7 separate regions of the Mus musculus genome follow, and regions 1, 2, 3, 4, 5 and 7 are each linked to region 6. The links are chromatin contacts, called in public HiChIP or PLAC-seq, Micro-C and promoter capture Hi-C maps. All regions are on one chromosome and are shown on one strand. The core of a region is the stretch at or near the end of the contact, and the rest is flanking DNA. Distances in the headings are between cores, read along the strand shown.

What was found. Promoter capture Hi-C pulls out the DNA fragments that hold promoters and counts their contacts. Hi-C and Micro-C count contacts between places; a contact is called where the count stands out from the background. HiChIP or PLAC-seq counts read pairs in DNA pulled down with a chosen protein or histone mark.
Region 1: a promoter capture Hi-C map of the C10 cell line shows a contact between it and region 6, with 2.7 times the contacts expected there. The contact joins the enhancer-like site here to the promoter of Bahd1 in region 6. A contact is called at or near these places in 3 of 39 promoter capture datasets (the C10 cell line, hippocampal neurons and liver), 1 of 15 datasets of contacts at CTCF or cohesin (large pre-B cells), 1 of 115 datasets of contacts at active chromatin or transcription factors (stem cell-derived neural progenitor cells) and 2 of 9 other capture datasets (embryonic stem cells and liver).
Region 2: a contact with region 6 is called in a Micro-C map of embryonic stem cells, with 1.9 times the contacts expected there. The contact joins the promoter of Bmf here to the promoter of Bahd1 in region 6. A contact is called at or near these places in 9 of 39 promoter capture datasets (the 3T3-L1 cell line, 3T3-L1-derived adipocytes, the C10 cell line and 4 more), 1 of 15 datasets of contacts at CTCF or cohesin (the NIH/3T3 cell line), 12 of 484 Hi-C or Micro-C datasets (LSK cells, the N1E-115 cell line, cortical neurons and 4 more), 10 of 115 datasets of contacts at active chromatin or transcription factors (astrocytes, bone marrow-derived dendritic cells, bone marrow-derived macrophages and 3 more) and 2 of 9 other capture datasets (adipose tissue and liver).
Region 3: a FOXA1 HiChIP or PLAC-seq map of pancreatic cancer cells shows a contact between it and region 6. The contact joins the enhancer-like site here to the promoter of Bahd1 in region 6. A contact is called at or near these places in 6 of 39 promoter capture datasets (cranial neural crest, embryonic stem cells, hippocampal neurons and 3 more), 6 of 115 datasets of contacts at active chromatin or transcription factors (SST interneurons, bone marrow-derived macrophages, embryonic stem cells and 2 more) and 1 of 9 other capture datasets (embryonic stem cells).
Region 4: a contact with region 6 is called in a promoter capture Hi-C map of embryonic stem cells. The contact joins the promoter of Dll4 here to the promoter of Bahd1 in region 6. A contact is called at or near these places in 3 of 39 promoter capture datasets (all in embryonic stem cells), 13 of 484 Hi-C or Micro-C datasets (all in embryonic stem cells), 4 of 115 datasets of contacts at active chromatin or transcription factors (embryonic stem cells and pancreatic cancer cells) and 1 of 9 other capture datasets (embryonic stem cells).
Region 5: a contact with region 6 is called in a promoter capture Hi-C map of embryonic stem cells. The contact joins the promoter of Srp14 here to the promoter of Bahd1 in region 6. A contact is called at or near these places in 15 of 39 promoter capture datasets (the 3T3-L1 cell line, 3T3-L1-derived adipocytes, the C10 cell line and 9 more), 4 of 15 datasets of contacts at CTCF or cohesin (the NIH/3T3 cell line, embryonic stem cells, large pre-B cells and 1 more), 110 of 484 Hi-C or Micro-C datasets (the 63-12 cell line, B cells, the BV-2 cell line and 64 more), 30 of 115 datasets of contacts at active chromatin or transcription factors (the 230-238 cell line, T-cell acute lymphoblastic leukemia, astrocytes and 17 more) and 4 of 9 other capture datasets (adipose tissue, embryonic stem cells, liver and 1 more).
Region 7: a contact with region 6 is called in an H3K4me3 HiChIP or PLAC-seq map of pro-B cells, with 5 times the contacts expected there. The contact joins the enhancer-like site here to the promoter of Bahd1 in region 6. A contact is called at or near these places in 8 of 39 promoter capture datasets (the 3T3-L1 cell line, cranial neural crest, embryonic stem cells and 4 more), 2 of 484 Hi-C or Micro-C datasets (large pre-B cells and pancreatic cancer cells), 5 of 115 datasets of contacts at active chromatin or transcription factors (embryonic basal ganglia, extraembryonic endoderm stem cells, large pre-B cells and 2 more) and 1 of 9 other capture datasets (embryonic stem cells).

What each region holds. Positions count from the first base shown.
Region 1 is chr2:118,421,394-118,424,168 of GRCm38.p6, reverse strand. Eif2ak4 (eukaryotic translation initiation factor 2 alpha kinase 4) reads right to left here. Exons shown (of 39, transcript NM_013719.3): 9 at 1,671-2,206. Among named protein-coding and RNA genes, the nearest start is that of Eif2ak4, 34 kb to the right of the region's middle. Within about 2 kb of position 1,293, at least 7 of the 459 cell types and tissues checked have an H3K27ac peak or open chromatin away from gene starts, as enhancers often do.
Region 2 is chr2:118,548,243-118,551,154 of GRCm38.p6, reverse strand. Bmf (BCL2 modifying factor) reads left to right here and starts at 1,469. Exons shown (of 5, transcript NM_138313.4): 1 at 1,469-1,615; 2 at 1,985-2,114. The coding sequence starts at 1,493.
Region 3 is chr2:118,519,451-118,522,584 of GRCm38.p6, reverse strand. No RefSeq gene overlaps it. Among named protein-coding and RNA genes, the nearest start is that of Gm32684, 22 kb to the right of the region's middle. Within about 2 kb of position 1,829, at least 195 of the 459 cell types and tissues checked have an H3K27ac peak or open chromatin away from gene starts, as enhancers often do. A contact at or near this core is called in bone marrow-derived macrophages, liver and pancreatic cancer cells, where this site is marked.
Region 4 is chr2:119,324,120-119,327,041 of GRCm38.p6, reverse strand. It overlaps Dll4 (delta like canonical Notch ligand 4), which reads right to left and starts at 1,258. Exons shown (of 11, transcript NM_019454.3): 1 at 836-1,258; 2 at 455-727. The coding sequence starts at 901. Gm14207 (predicted gene 14207) reads left to right here and starts at 845. Exons shown (of 4, transcript NR_030683.1): 1 at 845-1,061; 2 at 1,713-1,874; 3 at 2,066-2,197.
Region 5 is chr2:118,478,195-118,481,179 of GRCm38.p6, reverse strand. Srp14 (signal recognition particle 14) reads left to right here and starts at 1,484. Exons shown (of 5, transcript NM_009273.4): 1 at 1,484-1,589; 2 at 1,730-1,802; 3 at 2,147-2,259. The coding sequence starts at 1,566.
Region 6 is chr2:118,900,255-118,903,273 of GRCm38.p6, reverse strand. It overlaps Bahd1 (bromo adjacent homology domain containing 1), which reads right to left and starts at 1,659. Exons shown (of 7, transcript NM_001045523.1): 1 at 1,517-1,659. Gm32957 (a long non-coding RNA gene) reads left to right here and starts at 2,094. Exons shown (of 4, transcript XR_003954052.1): 1 at 2,094-2,522.
Region 7 is chr2:118,450,736-118,453,585 of GRCm38.p6, reverse strand. It overlaps Eif2ak4 (eukaryotic translation initiation factor 2 alpha kinase 4), which reads right to left. Exons shown (of 39, transcript NM_013719.3): 23 at 2,053-2,174. Among named protein-coding and RNA genes, the nearest start is that of Srp14, 28 kb to the left of the region's middle. Within about 2 kb of position 1,480, at least 12 of the 459 cell types and tissues checked have an H3K27ac peak or open chromatin away from gene starts, as enhancers often do. A contact at or near this core is called in pro-B cells, where this site is marked.

The DNA.
Region 1 (2,775 bases), core at 44-2,543, 480 kb after region 6:
TTAAAAGAAATCATAAGTGACTTTTAGAAAGAACTTAAAAGTTTATATACTTTAAGGAGAGAATGTTGCACAGACTCAATGTTGACCCATTTCCTCAAATGAGGAAAGTATCATGGCTACTTTCTGCAACACACCAATAGCCTCATTTAAATGCTCTATGTTGCTTAAAGACAGGGGCACAGCGCAAGAATGAATCTTCATTACAGTATGCGCTGCATAAATTAACTCAGCTCCAATATCACAGCCAGTCTTACGTGGCTGCCATCATCTGCGTAGTCCATCACCAGTGAAACTCTGATGTGTGGCAGAGGGACTGCTCAGATTCAGAGACTGCCATATGAGTGACCAGCGAACTAGTGGGTGACGGGGATCGCTATGGTCAGGTCACAGGCAAACAGAAATGTGAAGGCAAGAGAGAAGATGAAGAGACTTGGTGAGTGACTAGGGAAACGAAGGTGAGGAGAGAAAGAGAGAGAGAGAGAGAGAGAGAGAGAGGGGGAGGAAGAAGAAGAAGAAGAAGAAGAAGGAGGAGGAGGAGGAGGAGGAGGAGGAGGAGGAGGAGGAGGAGAAGAAGAAGAAGAAGAAGAAGAAGAAGAAGAAGAAGAAGAAGAAGGAGAAGAAGAAGAAGAAGAAGAAGAAGAAGAAGAAGAAGAAGAAGAAGAAGAAGAAGAAGAAGCAGCAGCAGCAGCAGCAGCAGCAGCAGCAGCAGCAGCAGAGGCAGCAGCAGTAGCAGCAGCAGCAGCAGCACAGGGCAGGCCTGCAGGAGGCTGCTCCAGAGGGGTGCCAGAAACAACTGAATGCTCAGACCTCTTCTTATTAGAGACTGAGGGGTAGTGCTGGCTTAGACTGAGAACATTCAGGGTGAAGGTAGAAAATACTGAGGGGAAAGTCCTGGACAAATAGTTTAGGCCCAAGAAAAATCTCATTATTAAGGACTCCTCAAACTGGAGAGAGCCTGGCTGTGAGTCAGAGAGATGAAAAGGGAGAAGGAGGCTGCCCCACAAGCCTGATGACCCAACAACCTGAGTGAGTCCCTAGAGCTCACTGTGGAAGGAGAGAAGACTCCAGAAAGCTGTTCCCTCTCCTCGGTTTGATTGACACAAACGTCAATGGGTTCTTGCTCTCACAGACATGGACACACACACACACACACACACACACACACACACACACACACACACTTACTTTTTAAAAGCTGGCTTTGTAACGATTATGCACTTGTGATTCACAAGTGAAAAATCCTCTGTCTAGAAACAGGTGGTGGATTGGTCCTCTGACCTGGTCATTGGAGGACGAGTCAGGAAGAGAGAGGGCAGAACCACACTTCTTGACTGGTTTCCTGAGGCCTTCTCTTTGGTCTCCTAGGACTTAGCAGCAAAGTAACAGAGGAAGTCTACCACACCTAGGCCACTTCTTACCACTGCCAACGATTCTGGGGTAGATAGGAATGGGAAAAAAATTCTAGAGTATTCCAGGCAGCCTCCCAAAAGTAGTTTGAGAATCAATTATTAAACTCAAGTGGGTTCAGGAGAAGGTGGAAGGCTGTACTAAGGAAGGAGAACACATGAGCCTGGGCAGGAATTCGCCCTGACTCCCTTCCTCACATCTCAGCCTCCCCGCTCCTCAGCTGTACAGGAGGAAAGCAGGACGGAACGATCCCTGTCACTCACTTCTTCAGGAAGTCTTGGAAGTCAGCTGGCAGGTCACTGGGGATGGTCACCGGATACTCCCCACACTCCTGTCCTTGGCTGAGAGACAACAGCAGGAGGCCGAGCCGCCACACATCCCCTTTCTTTCCTGTTTTATAAGGCAGGGCACTGTCACTAAAACGAACTCGAGCTTGCTCAAATACATCCTCCTTGCAAATGTCTGCCAGACGCTTAGAGATGCTGTAGTCTGTTATCTTGACAGTGCCCTCGGCATCTACCAAGACACTGGACGCGCTCAGAACCTTGTGCACCACGGAGTTGCTGTGTAGGTAATCCAGGCCTGCCAGGAGCTGGGCTGTGTACTTGCGCAGCTGGTGGGCGGGGACTGGGCCCGAGTGGCTCAGGTGTGTAGCCAGAGAGATGCCACTGACGTGCTCTGCCAGAATGTCGATCACAATGGAGTCCTCCTCCTCTCTGGAGTTCATCGCAAAGTAGCGGACGATATTTGGATGGCTCAGTTTCACTAGGGAGCTGAATTCTGTTTCTGCTCCTTGAATCTGAGTAGGATATTAGGCAAATGACATTAGCTGGTGTTTCACTCCAAAAGTAAGGTGTGAGATAGACAATACACTTTCAAAGATGGGAAAATAGGATACTATGTCTTGATTTTTTTCCCCTAAACTGATAAATCAACCTGACAGTACATAAAAATGCAAGAAAGTTTAGCTAATTATCAACTTCAATGCCAAAACAGGGTATCCAAATACCATAAAATCGCTGTGTCTTTTAAAAATCAAAATTTTGGGGTATGTGTGTGATATGGTTAGCAGAAAAAAAAAGAAACATATTCAAAATAGAATCTTCTACTAAAAATTATTGTAAAAACAATGGATGTGTAGTTCAATGGTAGAGCATCTATCCAGCAGGCAAGAGACCTTAGGTTTAATTCCCAGCACTGAAAAATATAAATTTAAATATAATATAATACAAAGGAAAAAAATCCTTAGACTTATTATATGATCACCATCCAAAACTAACTACTGATTTTGGTGTGCTTTAAAGTTCTCTTGCTTGGCTGTTTTCTAACTTCTTTATTAAGCAAAGAATAAATAAATAGAATGTTAAG
Region 2 (2,912 bases), core at 220-2,719, 350 kb after region 6:
TCTGCTTTGCCCGTGTCTCTATTGCAGCTCATTTAGGTTGTGGCAGGGCTCTGTTCCTTTCACTGATTTCTGCCTCCCCACTCAGTTTTCCCCAAAATTCATCTTCTGTAAAATCTTTGCTACCAGTCCTCTATAAAGTAATTCCTTGGGGCTGAAGAGATGGCTCAGTGGTTAAAAGCACTGGTTGCTCTTCCAGAGGACCCAGGTTCAATTCCAAGAACTCACACGGCAGTTCATAGCTGTCTGTAACTCTGGTTCCGGATGACACGCTGTCACAAAGACATACATACAGGCGAAACACTAACGCACATAAAATAAAAATTAACAAATTACTTTTAAAAAATACAGACTCCTCAGCCTGGTATTCCAGGGGGCACCTCTGCAATCTGACCTGAATCTACCTGCCCATACCCTCACATCCTAAATCATAGTGAAGATGCCAGAGAGCTTGATGGGGGGGAGGGGGGACGGGGGGGGCGTGCAGCTGATCTTGCTTTCCAGACATGTTAAGTACTTTATTCTAGCTCCCTGACCTCTCTGGGTCAGGACTGTTTTATTTGGTTTTTATTTAGTGAAATATTCCCCATTCTTCAAGGCCCGACTCAAAAATCTTTGCTTATTATCCCTAAAATAGCACCATTCAAGCTGGTTTCCATCATTCACATGTGAAGTATCGGTTCATTGAGGTCAGGCACCAGAAGTCTAGCACTTAGACCAGGACCTGGCACATAGTAGGTGTTCAAAAAAATGTGGAGTCATCCCTAGATTGGCCATAGTACACGAGATGCGTTTTGCTTTCTTAGCAGTCCAAGAACAGCCTTCTGCTGCTGCCATAGATAGGGCTGTCCGAGCTACCCCTTTGATTTCCCCTCTGCTAGAGTCCTTTTTTCAACAGTGATCTTCCACAGTCTAGAAGAGAGGACATGGCCTTTCTTTGCACTTGATGGATCCGAATGTCATTTGGTTCTAGATGCAGACACACGTGTTCTCCTCCAGCTTTCCTCAGACACGCCCAACAGGAAAGAGGGCAGTTTTTTGTTTTGGTTTTTTATTTGTTTTGCTTTTTTTTTATTAGGGACCAGCAGCTCGGTTTTTTTTTTTTTCCGCTATATATTACAAGGCGCGTCTGAAAACTCCCAGTCTCCTCCTGAGCCGGCTTTTTGGAAGTCCTGCAATAACTCAGCCCATTTCCAAGTAGACAAAAGTCACTTAGGCGTCTTGTCCCCCCACTACCTAGTAGAAAACCTAGGGACTCTCTGTCGTTTCTGGGGCTTGCATTAGGAACCGAATCCTCACCCTCTACAGCGCTCCAATTGCGCTTCTGACGGAGGTCAGAAATGCGCCCGGCCCCTTATAATGTTTCCAAGGGAAGGTTTGTACATTGGTGATTGTCCCTGGCAGCTGCCCAGCTTGAGACTTGGACCTCCACTTGCCATTGGTCAGTGGTTGGAGTGACGCAAAGAGGGGCGGGGCCTCATCAGCTGTTTGCGGGATGCCCGGAGCGGGCGTATTTTGGAAACAATACCGCGCGGTGTGCCGTGGCCTCCTCCCGCGCCAGCTCGCGCCTGCAGCAGTCGCTGCCGCAGCCCGCGCCACCGCCTCCCACCGCAGCCCGGTGAGCGCCCGGGCGGCGGGGGGCTAGGCGGAGTTGGATCGTACCTCCTCCGGGAAGTGGGGAGCGGAGTCGCGCAGCGCGTGGGGGCCCGGGGAAGGGTTTGGACTGCGGGCATCTGGGGTGACCACGGGGAGTTGGGGTGCAGGGATGTGGGAACGAGGTGCAGAGCACAAATTTGTGGTTGCTGCTCCAAGAGGGGCTTTCGGGAAGCATTTGGAATTCGGAGTTAAAAGTAGGTGAGCAAATGATCCTGGGGTCCACTGCCAAGCTCCCGGACGCTCTGGCCTCCGGGTGTAACTGTGGGGTGGGGCCGTAAGTTGTGGTGCATTTTGCCTCCCTGCGGAGTCTGAAGGCTCCTCTTCTTAACAGCTGGAGTTTGCCCCCTTCTTCCCAATCGAGTGTGGGCACCAAGCCCCCCGAGTGTTCTTCACCCTGGACCCTGGCGCAGAGCCCTGGCATCACAACTCGGAGGCTGAGACGCTGTCCTGGAGTCACCCAGGTGTGTGTGCGTGTGTGCATGTGCGTGCGCGTGTGTCCTGAGATCTTAGCCACTATTGAGTTCAAGGTATCTGGCTAGTGCTAACTCCTAAGAGGAGGAGTTTATATTGAGCATCCTAGTTGGATCGCCGAAGTTCTGCGATGGCTCCAGCGGACTTTAAGACCTTTGCTAGGAATAAAGCATTCCCTGGCGGTGCTCTCAGGAAGTGCCCTCTTCCTATCAGTCTGGACTTTACCACTTTAGCTCAGGGAAGCTGAGGGTCTCCACTCTTCCCCAGTTTACTTTTGACTTTGCCCAGAGCCCCTCCGAGGTTCACACTAACTGGAGAGCCACCTGCAGTTCTTGTGCAAAGTGGGGGGGGGTCCTCCGCGTTTTCAGAGCCACACCCTCTGGCTGCACCTCCCCCACTGTCCAGTCTAGGCAAGGGTTGAACTTTGGGGCTTTGCTGGGAGGGGGAGGGGAGTGATAGGCTTCAAAAGAAACACCAAGACAATGACTCCTGCTTGTGATTGGCTCTGGAGAGTCCCTACTTTGGTTGGGATAGCCACACTGCAAAGAAGAGGTTGAAGGACAGAAGAAGCACTGCTAGGTGACATCTCTTGGTCCTTTCATCTGGAAACTTTACGCTGGAGTTACCCCTTTCCTATCGGAACAATAGCAGGCATGGAGTCATTCTCCAGGGAAGAGGGCACAGGACTACGGATAGCTCAGGGGTGGGATGGGGTAAGGCTTGAGGGTTGAAGTAAGAACCTCACAGAGCTTGCATTTGGGAAAGTAAGGTTTCTGAACCTAACTGAG
Region 3 (3,134 bases), core at 580-3,079, 380 kb after region 6:
ACCTTCTTCATTCCATCCTTCCCTTTATCCACACTGAGAGATGTTGCTTCTGCATCCTGTGTGCCTCACCCTCTGTGTACCGTGAAGGAGAATTGTGCAATCACTGGAGACTTGTGTTTATCAGACTGCATTCCTGATGTAAGGGGCCCACACTTCCTGTCCACACACTCAGAGACCAAAGCCATGACAATGGGCTGGTTCTTTCAGAAGCCACGACTCCAGTCCAGACAGGGTATTTGTGGCCAGTCTTTATAGCACTCTTATCCAACTTAAAGAGGGGTGCCTTCCCATAAACACAGCAAGGAAGTTCTGATCATGTTGTTTCAAGGCTCATCCTAAATTAGTGTCTGGGAACTAATCAGACCTTGAAAGTATAGGAAAACATGGCCTGAGGCTATGGGAGACCCATAGCAGGTACAGGCAGAGGCCAGGAGGTCTGCGTGTCCCTGATATAAGTTTCTTGTTTGTCACCCGAGTGAGCCCAGGGTTATGCCCGATGATTCTGACTTTGAAGTGGAGAAGGTTCAATGCCTGGTGGTCACCTCATTTCTAACACACATTTACCAAGTGCCGATGAGCCCCAGGCACCAATTTCAGAAGCTCTGAAAAAATGTGAATATACTCGAGTGAAATGGGCATTATTTTAAACAGAATCACAGAGAACCTTCCAGCCCCCAAGTCTGGTAAGATCAAAGCTAGGAAGAAGTCTCTTTGCTGACACCAGGGCCAGGATCCAGTCAATGTCCCACAGCTGGCCATTCCAAGCATGAAACTTCAATGATCCTTCCCCAAAGAAAAGAGTGATGGCTCTCTCTCTCTCTCTCTCTCTCTCTCTCTCTCTCTCTCTCTCTCTCTCTCTCTCTCTCTCTCTCTCTCCTCCCCCTTTCCTTCCCCCTCCCCTCTTTCCTTTCCAAATTTATCTCTTTTATTCTGTGTAATGTATGTGCACTGGTATGTGCCTAGTATACAGGAGCCAGAAGAGGGCACCAGCTCCCCTAGAACTGGAGTTTTGTAGGTGCTTGGAACAGAACCTGGATCACCTGCGAGAGAAGCATGTACCTCCAACTAGTAAGTCATCTCTCTAACGTCTGACACCATTCTCCTTTGGGGACAGTGTTTAAGACAAGGTCTCATTATGGAGCTCTGGCTGTCCTAGAACTCACTATATAGACCCGGCTGGCTTTGAACTCAGATACCCACCACCCTTTGCCTCCTGAATGTTGGGATTAAAGGTGTCTATCACTGTGCCCAGCTAGGTACTATTTTCTTGATCACCAATAGCTATGGTTGGGTGAGTGGCTCTGGACATACCTAGATAGACAAGAGGGCCCTGGAGGGGCCTGATGGGACCTGTGATAACTGGTCTCATTCCTCACCATAGCTCCACCCCCTAGCAAAGACCTTGACTCTGACCAGGAGTTCAGAAATCTCTAGAAAAAGGCAATGAAAACTCATCCTGAGAGTAACCTCATAAGTGCTAATGGTGTGGTGTTCAATAAGACCATCACCACCATCTTCCCTTCTCCCTATATAGTCCAGGAGCCCGGGATTTGTATGACAAAACTAAGCTGTTTCCTTTCTTCCTGGTGCCACAAGGCTCCAAGCAAGAGGGCTTGGAGTTCTGGGCTGAGATGCAGCTGGGGGAAGGGCACACTAGCCACGGGAGCAGTAAGCAGCTATCAGCAGCACAGGATGGCGGGCCACCTGCCTTGTGTGGGAGGTCACAGGCAGAGTTTTCAAGGGTCCTTTCTACCTTGGTGAAGCCCAGTGCACATGGCTGCTGGTGCCTGAGGGTGCAGCCAGGGTAGGCTGAGTCAGTGGACTGACACTTCGTCTGGCAGTGGCTTGCCAACAATCACCCTTCCACTCCTGGGAAGAATCAAGGAGTGGCTAGGCCTGTCCTGAGGTCTTCTCCAGGTCCCCAGCCATGCAGGAGCAGAGGGCGAGCTAAGGGGATGCTGGGAATGGGCTAGCCTGCAGTGTTTACATGTGAAGACAAGGGCATGCTGTGGTTAATCTTTCAAACCACCCCAGACATTTCTCTAATGGCTTTGGGCTGCCTCTTAGCTGGGTATAGGGATACTGTGTCCCTTTGCAAGGTCACTCACCCCTACCCTGTCTCTCTGTCTCTGTCTTGCCCCCCACCCCAAGAAATACCTGCTTGGCTCCTCAATAACGCATAGACCTTCCAACAAAGAGTTAACCTGCCCCTAGTAGCATCCCACCAGAGCCTTTGAACCAGCCTTCTGTGCCTGCCCATGTGTGTAGCCTCAGGACTGCCACTCACTCACACTTGCTGGCTCTGCTGCAGTGTACACAAAGGCTGCCTTGTTTCTGGCCGAGCTGGAGTCACATGTTTTCACTCTTAACCAGAGCTTTAAAACGAAACAGCCACCCTCTCTGGCCCCAGTTGACCCTGTTTACGTCTGTGGAGCCAATTCCAAACAGCTACAGTAGCGAAAACTGCTTTCTAGGGGGACTTCTTGACTGTCTGTGTAGAGAGAACAAATCCTCACTTTGTATAAAGGGGGGACTTTAAGGAGTTTAGGGAAATGCCTTAGAGGGGAAAATACTAGGAAGCCAGCAGCTGGCCACAACTTCTCTGTTTTCTAAAGTATCTCTTACAGGAGACCCCAGGGGCCAAAGATAAAGCTTGCAAGAAACAAAAGGATGAGCAGAGTTTTCAGGGCAAAGAGACAGAACCTTCTGGATATTCCTAGTGAGATCCCATTATTTAACCCTTGAAGAAAGTGATATTTTCTTCTTTCTTTCTTTCTTTCTTTCTTTCTTTCTTTCTTTCTTTCTTTCTTTCTTTCTTTCTTTCTTTCTTTAAAGAATAATAAGTTTTTGTTTTCTTTTGTGTAAGTGTGGATATGAGTGTTTGTGTATGTATATGTGTGTGTGTGTGAGTGTGTATAAGTGTATCTGTGTGTTTGTGTGAATGTGTATGAATGTGTGTGTGCGCTCGCGTGTGTACATAATGAGTTAATGAGCAATGCCCTTTGTTTGGTTTGTTTGTTACTAACAGTAGGAAAGAAAGTTCTCTTTCCTGGCGTAGGGAAATGACCTGAACTGTGGAGGCTTCTAGAAACGTCTGGTGTCAGGTCTGGCTGAGAAGGACCTGTTTTGTTTTG
Region 4 (2,922 bases), core at 9-2,508, 420 kb before region 6:
GGGGGACATTAGAGATAGCGATATCAGCAGGGAGGGAAAGGAGGGGGTGCCTCGCAGCAGCCTGTTTAATTAATCTAATTGCAGGATATAGTTACGGAGCTCGGCTCAACATAACTGGTGTTCGCGCAGCGCTGCGCGCGAGCTGAGAAGGCAGGGGAGGGATGAGGGATGCGGGAGTGTAAGTGAGAGCCGGGGGGTGGGCGGGCGGCGCCGCGTTGGGGGTTTGGTAATGAAATTCGTATCCCAAGAATTGGGGAGAAGGAAAGGGAAGAAACTGGGAGGAAAGACTAACCAAAGCCTCTCCGGGATGATCCTATGAGAGAACAGGGGGGCGGGGGCAGAAGAGAAAGAGCCCTTGGGGCTCTCCAGAGAGCGCTTTGGAAAGGAGCTCTGGTGTCCCGGCGCTCCCTTCTTTCCCTTCGGTTATCTCCCGGTGCATTTAAGTTGTGCTTACCGGCCAGGTGAAATTGAAGGGCAACTGCAGAGGGTTGCGACCACTGCCGCTATTCTTGTCCCTGACGACGAAGGAGTTGGTGCCCAATACCGGCGTGGAGACATTGCCAAAGGTGCAGGGTCCCTCGGAGAAGGTTGCCTGGAAGTGCTTAAGGCAGATGCGGAAGAAAGTCCGGCAGCCCGGTTCGCAGGACTGCCCATTGGCCAGCATACCGCGCTGGTTGACGAACTCCTGCAGCCGCAGCTGGAAGATGCCGGAGCCCGCAGCGCGCTGCTGCACAGGGACCGAGAGAAGGAGGGAGGAGAGCGGTCAGGCTCAGCCGGGGCCGGGGCGCAAGCCCGGAGCGCTGCGGGAGGGGGCGGAGAGGACGTGAGACATTACCTGCGGCCACAGTACCGCCAGCAGCAGTAGCGCCCAGCGACAGGCGCTCCGGGACGCAGGCGTCATCCCTTGGGGTGTCCTCTCCACTCCGGGACTCCGAATCTGCTTGTTAGGGATGTCGCTCTCCCGCAAGTCCCGTCTGCCAGCCGAGTTCCTGAAAAGCTGATTCCCCTCGGGACGCTGCTCCCTTGTCGCCTTCTCAAAAACTCCGCTGCTCGATGCCTCGGTAGGTAATCCAGGTGAGGGCGACTGGGCGGTGGCTGCTCTAAGTACGTGTCCTGGAGCAAATCCTAGGGTCTCGAGCGGGCTAGTGAGGGAGTACACTGCACCCAAGTGACTTTGGCTGCAGCTCTTGGCCTCGGGTTCCTAGCCTGCGAGCAGCGCCGCTACTGAAACCTGCTTGCTCCAGAGCCTTTCTTATATATATTGGCTGCTCTTCGCAGCCTGTCAGTCAGACAGACTCACGGTCACTCTCCCCTCCCCTCCAGGCCTCTAGTGGCTACAGTCCCAGCACCCACCGGAGGGGGCCTCCGCCCCCGCCGCTCCCCCTGTCAGCCAGCCAGTAGGGCGCAGGTCCCCGCCCCTCTTCCAACTTCTGGGCTTCCAGCTCTGCGCGTGCCCGGCGAGCAGTCCTTAGAGATCGTCTGCTTAAAGGCTGAGACCCTCGCCACCAGAGGATAGGAGGGTAGCCCAGTGATGCGGCGGGAGGTGAGGTGGTTCCCGAATGGTCCAGGGGGTGGAAACTCTAAGGGGTCCCCGTAGGCGGTGCACCTGATCCAGGCATTAGATACCTACAGTCCTCTAGCAGGTGGGGAAAGCTTAAACTAGGAAAGCAAAAAGCAGGACCAGGGGATTTGGATCTCCCTTTCCTTTCCAGACTTTAGGTAGCTCCTGCCTCGCTGGCCTCCAGCCTATGTGTGCCCACCCTCCACGCGTCCCCAGCACCGCAGGGAAGCCATCCGACGCCTTAACCTTTCCCTGGCTATTCCAAGCAAGGCAAAGGGCCAAGCGTCTAGGACTCTGGTCTTCTCTGCACCTGGTAGGCGTGTCACCTCAAGCAGCAGGGCGTGCCCAGCGCGTGCCTTCTCTCTTTGTCCCCCACCCCCACTCCCTCCTGGCTCGTGCTAGAGCCAGGACTAGAGGTTCGAAAGAGAGGTGGGGGGCGTGGTTCTCGAAGTGGGGGGGGGGTCCTCAGCTGTATGGTAATGAGGTTCTAGTCTTTTCCCTCAGTGCCTATCTCACCTGGGTCGCGCTTGGTCTCCATATCCTCATCCTGGCCCCCACCCGCGTCCCCTAGCTCCGCTGGAGTAGGGAGGAAACTTTCTTAATTCCAGAATTTCCTTGGGCCACTTGAGAGGCAAGGTGAGAGAGCTTGAGGCTGATCAGGTCTAGATCTCTCTGCATAGGGCAGGATGTAGGGTGGAACTGGAGGCGCATAGAGTTGTTTGAGTTTCGGGTGGTTTCACCCATGTCACACGCGCGCCTCTCCCGGGTGGCCTCCGAGCGCAAACCCTGCAGCTGCTTTCCCAGAACCCGTCGTGCTCCCCCGAGGCTGCAGACCGGGGAGGGCTGGCTTCTCCCAGTTTTGGGGGGTGCTAGATTTCTCTCTCTCTCTCTCTCTCTCTCTCTCTCTCTCTCTCTCTCTCTCTCTCTCTCTCTCTCTCTCTCTCTCTCTCTCTCTCTCTCTCTCTCTCTCTCTCCTACAGTGAGAGCGGTGGGGGCCCTGTGGCTTCAGCTGTCAGCCCTCCCGCGTGGTGATTGCTGGCTATGGTCGGACGATAAGATCAGTGCGGGCGGGGGTTGAGGGGAGCAGGGACGCGGCTCCAGCCCCAGGGAGGCCGTGGTAGGGGGAAGTGGAACCCAACAGCTGCCAATGACGAACATGGTCTGATATTTTGACTTGGGTGGTGGTGATGGAGAATTGGGGGGGGGTAAGAAACATGAGGTTGTGAGCGTGGGGTGGGGGGTGGGGTGAGGTGAGGCGACAGGCTCCGGGGTCCCCCACGCACGGCCACCCCTCCCAGCCACCATCTGGCGCGAGCGGGTTGGCGTGGGGAACCGAGGTGAGGCGGGGGCCGGCAGATGGG
Region 5 (2,985 bases), core at 235-2,734, 420 kb after region 6:
TCGCAAATACTTCATTAATACACCGAGAAGCAGCCCAGCAGTCCAACTCAGAAGTGTTGGGATGGCAAACATGAATCAGCAGTGGTGGCATGACCTAGCAGAAACTGCCAGGCCTCCACCAAAACCAGCAGGAGCAATTAAGCCAGGAGAAGTTCTCTGCCATGTCTCTCTGAATGACGTGAAGATCATTGAAGACGCAAGACCGAGAAGCACTCCAAAACTAACTATGCAAGCCCCCATCACTGTCCATTGAGTCCTATTTATACTCCCTCCAAACATCACGTGTCCTCTAAGGGTCTTGCCTCAGTCTGACTTAGCAAAACTCCATGAGTCTGTATCAGCTGACATCACTCTGCCAATTGGCTGGAGTCCGAGGAAGTGGCAAGAAACTGCAGCATATCACCAGAAGTTTTTGTGTGTGTGTGTGTGTGTGTGTGTGTGTGCATTTCTCTCTATGGGGTCATGACAAACGGAGCTCAGCTACTCAATGTAAGGTGAACCAATGCATGCATGTTGTTATCGAAGAATCCTTCATCTCTCATTCTTTCTAAACATCCTTTTACCTGTGTCTGCTTCAGCGAAATGTTCTTTGATATAACCGATTTACCAAAGAAACCAGAAGTTTCCACTTTAGGCTGGCCTTGAACTCAGAGATCCTCTGCCTGTCTCTGCCTCCTGAGTGCTGAGATTAAAGTCATGGGCCATCATTCTTGTCTGAATTTAAGATTTTTAAACATCTTAAATCCAGATACTCACACTCCACCGATGAGCCACTCCCTCCCCACTCCCCTCTTTCTACCAGGAACAACATCTGAGCCTTCTGTGGCTATGGGCCCTGCTAACGGTGGCAAAGGCCCCGTGTGATCCCCGGCTCCTTCTCCAATCACTTTCACATATTTTCCCACCCTCTGAAGTAGGATAGAAAGAAAAAACTATGGACCCTGGAAACAAAAAAAAAAAAACAAAACAAAAAAAAAAGCACCTTTTTCTGGGGTCTAGCCTGTGCTTCCTGCTGACTTCAGCACTGCCGATGAGATAGATCAACAGTGCCTTCAGAGCAAGTACTCTTTGTCTAAAGATACCTCAAACAAAGATACTGAAACAGCGAACTCTGCTGTTTTAGCTTTCGGCTTTGAGTTTAACTTGGAGCTCCTTGGCCACTTATTCCTAAATGTAAACAATGCATCTATAAAAACACCTCACATCTTCATCTTCATCAGCAAGTTCTGAGAAACCAGATCATTGTGTAAAAAATGGGGAAAGTGAGTCAGTGGACTCTTGGGTGACTTGCATATGTCTATCCAGTCTTTCTTTTGCTCTCATTCCCTCCTACAGCCTACGGTGTAGCTTGACAACGCAGTCCAACCACCGAAAGCAAGCGTCACTCCTCATCCTGGATAGACGCGGGAGGAGGCGCCGAGCGCGCAGGCGCAAGGCAACCCGAGCGAAGCGAGGATTGACGGAAGACGTGCAACTAAAGCGGAAGTCCCGCCCAGCGCGAGCGAGTTTTCCGGCTGTAACCGCTGGAGGCTTCTGCTGACGGCGTCGGACCTGCGGAGCCCAGGATGGTGTTGCTCGAGAGCGAGCAGGTACCGGCGGCCCCGGAGGGCCCGGGACTCGAGCGAGTGGGGTCAGCTCGGGTCGCGGTTCTCCCTTTGCGGGCGGGCCGGGGCCGTGAGGCGGCGGGGCGAGGAGCGGAGGCTGCCTAACGGGGCGTGTTGTGTTGCAGTTCCTGACGGAGCTGACCAGGCTCTTCCAGAAGTGCCGCTCGTCGGGCAGCGTGTTCATCACCCTCAAGAAATGTAAGCAATCTCCGGGGCCGCCTGGGAGGGGACAGCCCGGCCCCCGGCCTGTCCGCACCGGCCACCTCCGGGGCTCGTGGCCGGTGCGGCGCCGGCCACCCACTCACCGTGACAGTGGGGCCCCAAGTGTGTCCGACGCCCGTTGTCAGGCAGCCCGGCCCCCGCTCCGTTAGTGAGGAAGAATATGCCTCGGGGTCCCAGTGTTTATCGAGCGAGTCGTTGCTCCTAGTTTTGGCTGTATCCTGAGTGATGGCGGACCCTTCCTTACGATCATCACTTTGGACCCAGAAGCAACGCCTGTGGTGGTGTTTACCTGGGTGGACTTTTTTTTTTCTTAAACACAGATGACGGTCGCACCAAACCTATCCCGAGGAAGAGTTCTGTGGAGGGCCTCGAGCCCGCAGAAAACAAGTGTCTGTTGAGAGCCACGGATGGGAAAAGGAAGATCAGCACCGTGGTGAGCTGGAGGCCTTTCTTAAGGCTCTGCTTTCTTTTGAGTTGGCCTGGCCGACTCAGAAAAAGTCAGTTTTCTCTCAAGTAGCCAAGGTACAGGAGCAACCTATCTCAGTGCTAGCTAGGGGAACACATTTAAAAAAAATTAAAATAGTGTCTTGCAGTCTACTCAGGCTGACTTTGAACTTGTGATTTAGGAAGCTCACACCAGGCGCTTCAGCCCGTGCTGGTGTCACAGGAGTGTCTCATCAACTGAGACAGATGACAGTGATGGTTTTTGTGAAGTTGGAGATGTGACCCAAGCCAGGGTCTTCATCCCGCTAAGTCATCGCTCTGGGTTGAGCCTCACCCCCACCCCGAGGGAGGAGGGGCATGTCAGGATTAGGTCCGGGTCCCCCTTCCCTGTCATTTTGGCCTGTCACTCCCAGGCTGTTGTGGGATCAGGATCTACTTCTGCTTCTTTTTGGTGGAGGGGGTGGGTTGTTTGGTTGGGATAAGGTCTCGGGTAACTGAGGTTCCTTAGGTCGCCTCTGTCTCCAACGTGGTGGAATCCTAGGTGTGCACCACCTTCACAGTTCCTGTTTTTGTAGGACAAACTATCAGCAATAAACTGTTAGGCAGAAAGTAGAGGCCGAATGCTTGTTCTGCTGGAGTCCGTGGTAGTGAGCATGTGGTCCGTTTTCCTAGGAGTTGCTGTGAAGCATGACTGGCTGTGTTTTCTTTCTCTGCT
Region 6 (3,019 bases), core at 410-2,909:
GTCAGGTGGTACAAAAGAAAGCTGGAAACCTTATTTTATGTCTTCAAATTTCTGCCTCAATTTATGGACTCAGCTTTATCATGTCCCTATGTGGGTACCTTCTTGCCCAAGGAAGACGGCTACAGCAATAGTGAAGGCATCGCCAAGCACAGTGGGTGTGTGTGTTGGGGGGTGGGGTCCCTTAGTCCCAATCCAAGTAGCCGCCTGTGCTCTTAAGACTGCCGACAATGGGCCACTAGGAGACATCCCAGGTGGAGTTAAACCTCTACCGAGAGGCAGACTTGCTGAAAGCCTCACTGCTAGCAGGCTCCGCTCGCCTCTGTGAGTCCACCAGCCCATTCGCCACCGGCCAGGGCACTCGGTGCGCACACCCCTCAACCCTGCCCCTCCGCCTTGGCTAAGTCGACCCCACTCTTCCCGGAGCCGCGAGGATATCTGCGGCTACAGACCAGAGCCAGTGCCGCAGCTCCTCCCGGTGGACGCCCCGGCCCCCGCAGTCCCCAGGGCAGAGTCCGGCCCCGTGCCCGCCCCTTGGGGTGGGTGCCCCGGACTCGCTCCCCTCCCCGATACCACTACCTGCGCCCGCTCGGGCGCCGCCTTTGTCCGGCTCTTCACCGCCGAGCGGGCCCCTTGGGCCCGACCTGACCCGGTCCACGGCCCCAGAGGAGAGGCGGCGGGACTGGCAGGGCACAACCAGGCCAGGCCTGGAGCACCGGGTCCCGCTGTCACTTGGAGGCGGTCTGACAACTTCGATTCCCCCCGCCCCACCTCGGACTCGGCCGCCGCCCCGCACGGTCCCCACAGGGCCTCCCGCGGCCCACACTCGCTGTTCGAACCGGTCCCCTTCCGTCTTCGGCGCCTCCCTTCCTTCAGCCCGACCCGATCGAGTCCACACTACCCCTCGCCCTGACGCGGCCCCCATCCCCATCCCCCCTCCGGCAATTGCCGGTCAGCTCCCAACCCGGGAGGGCGCCCCCCACCCCGAGAGGGCGCTCCCGCGGCGACGCCCCCAGCCGCGGCCCCTAGCCTCCGGGACCACGATGGGGGAGGGGGCTTGGCGGGGGCCTTGCCGCCCGCGCACTCGGAGGCGAGCCGGCTCCGCCGCGGCGAGGAAGCACCCCGCGTCCTCCCGCCCTCCGTAGCCCGGGACGCCCGCGCCGCCGCCGCCCGGCCAAGCTGCCACCCTGCGGCCGCCACCCACCCCGCCCCCGGCCTGCGAGGCGGGCGCCCCCCGGGGGCTGTCACCTCGAGGCGCGCAATGCTCCCCGATGGCGGGACCGCAGCGCCGGACCCGGGGGAGGGAGGCGGCGCGCGCGGGCGGGCAAGCAGCCGCACCTGCTTCTTGTCGTCCGTCCGTCCCTTCCCGGGGCTGGCGGGGGCGGCGGCGCGGCGCGCTCGGCGGGGCGCGCTGACGGGCGGCCGGTCCTCTCCCTTTTGCTAGTCCGCCTACCTAGCTCGCTCGCTCTCGCTCGTTCGCCCTCCCCTACCCCCTCCTGGATCCCGGCTCCTAGCTCACCGGGACGAGAGGCGCGGACGGCGCGGCTTCGGGCGCCCGCAGGCCCTGGCCGGGCTGGAATCCGGCGGCTGGAACCCCCCGGGGGCGCTCAATTCCCGGGCTCCACGCTGCTGCGTCAGCGCCTCCTCCTGGGGGCCGGGGCCGGGCAGGCGGAGCGGGGGCCGCGGTCGGGCGGGGCCGTCGGGGGGGGCGGGCGCGCCTGGCCGGGGCGGGCGGACGGCTAGGGCCGGACGGGCGGGGCAGGCGGCCGGACGGGCGAGCAGCGGGGGCCGGGCTCCGGGATCCGCTACGCCGCTCGCGGTTCCCCCACAAACTCCCCGAGAGCGGAGCCTCCGCCGCCCTCCTTCCTGCTTCCTCGTCCTCAGCCAATCAGCGGCGCGCCCCTCGGCAAGCTCCGCCAATCAGCCGCCCCGCCCTGCGCTGGCCCCGCCAGCCAATCCGGCCCTCGGCTCCCCCTCCCGGTCTCCAACCAATCAGAATCGTGGGTCGGTCGTCCCGACGCAGGGGGCAGCACGAGGCGGCCGGGGGAGGCGGTGCGGGGAGTGGTGGGGCCTGGGGGGAGGGGTACGGTGCCAAGGGTGGTGGCGGGGGATGATTTTCTTTGCCGGCTTCTTGTATTTTCTCCTGGTCTTTGGAGCCTGAGCCAGTATCCCATGGTGACCTGACCCTGAAGCCCCAGCACCTCACTGCAGACCCCCACCCTGAAAAATCTTAGCGCGCCCCCTCCCTGACCATCACCCTTCTACATCCCTCTTTCCTCGTAACCTCTCCAGCACCGGCTACAGTAAACTGAGGGTCGAGGGGGCACCTCACCCTCAGGCTGCTGCCCCCATGGCAAAGCTTCGGGAAGACCAACCGAAAAATTCAAGCAAGAACAACACCCCCTTTCCTCCTGAAAGGGCCCCAGACTCGCGCGAAAGGGCCCCGACTCCTGAGAAGCCCCTCCCGCCCTTGCCTCATCTTTCCGACTTCCCTGCTTGCCACGTCTCCTTTCCTTCCTAGCAAGGTCGGTCCTGGCTCGGTAACCCCTCACCCGCATCTCTTTTTCCTCTTTCTGTCCTTCACCTAACGCCCCCCACCCCAGTTCCCAATTCGCCCTCTTTCAGAAGCCAAGTGTGGAACCCTCATCCATTTCCAGCTGACAGCAGAGTCTGGTCTGTGAGTCCTTGACACCCACACACCCTCTTCCACCACCGCGGGGAACATCAGAGCTCTCCGGTGGAGAGGGAAAGGGGCGGGCAGCCCAACAGGCGCGGCTGGACACACTCCTTCGCGTCCCCAAGCTAGTGTAGAACCAGTGCAGACACTTACCTAGCTTCCCCATAGTCGCCTTATGCTGTGGCTCCGTCTCTCACACCCACAGACGTGCTTTTCCAAGCCTGAGCACGCTCTCGGGGTCAGCTGGGTGGGTGGGCACAGCAGGCTGAGGTCATATGAAGGGGTGGGAAGTCCCTGGGAGGTGCGGGAAGGGGCTGTGTCCTGGACACCTTGTAGCGCCAGAGC
Region 7 (2,850 bases), core at 231-2,730, 450 kb after region 6:
CACTCCGAGCACCCCTCACCCATGAGTAGTGCCCCTCCCTCCTCCCCTCTCCCTTCCTCTCTCTCCCTTGCTTCCTCTCCCCCCACATTTCTCTCACACATGCACATAATTATTTGGAAAAAAATTCTCTTACATCTTAAAAGCAAAAGTTGTTTTGCAACAAGCCATAAAAAGTAAAAAGAAAAGAAAAGCAAAAAGGCAAATGCCTTGATTGTATTCTTCCTCCTAGGACTTTGAGATACTCCCTGACACCCTACTTTTTGGAGATGCCAAGACAGGCTGATGTGCATGGTGGCTCACCCATGAGTAAGAGTGAGTTCATTGATCACATATACCAAGTGCGTGCAACACATACAGCAACTCATTCACGCCCAAGTTTCTCTCAGTTCTAGAAACCTTTCTTTACAAAAAAAGTGGGATTTTAGAGTTCCTTCAGAACTTATTTTTCTTAAGCTATCAATATATTATGGACATGTTTACAGATAAGATATACTAATAGGTGTGAGTATTCACCCTTACATATATGAATATTTGATATACAGACAAGTTTAGCTGTAGTCTTTTGATAAATTTACTTTACATGTATGTGTGTGTCCCAGAGTGCAAGTCCACGGAAGTCAGAAAAGGGTGTCAGATACCCCAGAACTGGAGTTATAGGCAGTTGTGAACTACTCTGTGTGGATTCTAGGAACTGAATCAAGGTTCTCAGCAAGAGCATTAAGTGCTCTTAACTACTGAGTCATCTCCCCAGCTCCCCTATTTGTCTAAAATGGGTCTCAGTACATAATGTGGCCTTGCCTCAAGCTTGTGATTCTCCTGCTTGAACTTCCAACTGTTGAGATTACAGGTGTAGGCCACTATGCCCAGCTACATTTTTAATAGCTTCTTAATATTCCTTAATATCATGACATATAGTTACTCATTCTCCTATAGATAAACATGATGGGTTTCATTTTTTGATACAATTACATAAACATCCTTTTAAGATTCATATACTGTATTACTTAAAAAAAAAAAAACCCTAAAGGTGGAACTGTCATTTCATGGACTATGGAATGAGAATCAAATTTTGAAAAATTTCAAGGCTTAGTGGTTAAGAGGCTTCTTGCTTTTCCGAGGGCCTGAGTTCTGTTCTTAGCACTCATGAGGGATGATCCACAATGCTGACAGTTCCAGCTCCAGGGATCTAATGCCCTCCTCTGCTTCGGTAGGCATGTGCACACATGTAGCACACACTTACATAGATACACATAGAGACATTTTTTTAAAAAAATAAATTTGTAAATTTTCATTCATTTCATTCTTTTATTACTTTTCTAAAAAGTTAGCCATTAGTAGTCTCAACAGCCCTGGTCATCTCTGAATAATATAAACATTTTTGTACCTTCCAAGTAAAGTTAAACATGTATGCACAGCACATATATCTTGCCATAACCTCAAACAGTTACTCATTTCCTGTCTATGTACCGCCTGGCCGTATGCTTCCTTTATGCCTCCATTTGTACCTTTAAAGATGTTTTGGTGCTGAGGATTGCACCCAGGGCACTGCACATGCTAAGTACATGCTCTCTCCTCGAGTTTGGTTGCAAGTGCCTTCTGTGCATTAGGGACAGAACCCCGACTCTCATACTCACTGCACGTTTTCCTCAGGTCTAGAGGAAAATGGTGGGTGGGCTTGCTAGCAGTTAAGGCTGTGAAAGACTAAAGTTGTTGCTGGCTAAGAAAGCTTTGGGGATCACAAGAAAGAGAACATGGACAAAACTCAGCATAGCCATTAGCTGTTTTAACATTGCTTTCTCTAGACAGCGACATTTGGGGTTTTACTGAAGAGCTAGCTGGCGAGTGAACGACATTCCTCTGTCTGAGTTGAGGTTGACTTGCTGTAGGGTGCTCTGTGGACCTCAGCACTGCAATATGGGGTCAGACACTTGCTGAACTCTAATACTGCCTTTACTCTGATTAGGTATTTCCTACATGTGGCTCCCCAGGATAAGGCTGAAGTGGGGGTGTCTGGGAGGGGCGAGTCTTTAACGGAGCAGCATCCCAGCTCACCCGCAGGTCGAACGGAAGCATCACCAGCATGCCGCTGTGATCCATGAACAAAGCCGCTTCGTTGTGCTCATATATTTGCCTGTTTCGGGGAAGCAGCAGTGGGGTGCACAGCTGGACAGCGCCTATACCAAAATACAGAGAGAGCCGCTGAGCCTCAGGTTCTTAACCCAAAACGCACACAAGCACACAGGTGAGTGAGCTGCCGCTGGGGCACTGAGAGCCAACATTGGCTCCCAATATTGGCTAATAATGTTCCAGATGGATAGATACATGGAAAGCTGACCTGGGCTAAGTCTGTTGATTTAGTCAGACTTTGGACTCCATGAGTCAACCGTATTTAGTAGCAAGGTTGGGATAATCAAACAGTTTCTCCTCAACAAGCTGGGCCAACTGCTTATCAATGGATTTTAATATATAGTCATACCAAAATCCACCAATAGCAATTTTTTTCTTTCATTGAGACTGGTCTCACTATATTGCCTCAGCTGGCTTCAAACCCCTTGCCTTAGCCTCCTGAGTGCTGAAATTACAGGCTTGTACAGCATACCTGGCCTTCCTTTCTTTCTTTCTTTCTTTCTTTCTTTTCTTTCTTTCTTTCTTTCTTTCTTTCTTTCTTTCTTTCTTTCTTTCTTTCTTTCTTTCTTTCTTTCTTTTCTTTCTTTCTTTCTTTCTTTCTTTCTTTCTTTCTTTCTTTCTTTCTTTCTTCTTTTCTTTCTTCTCTCTCTCTCTCTCCCTCTCTCTCTCTCTCTCTCTCTCTCTCTCTCTCTCTCTCTCTCTCTCTCTCTTTCTTTCTTTCTT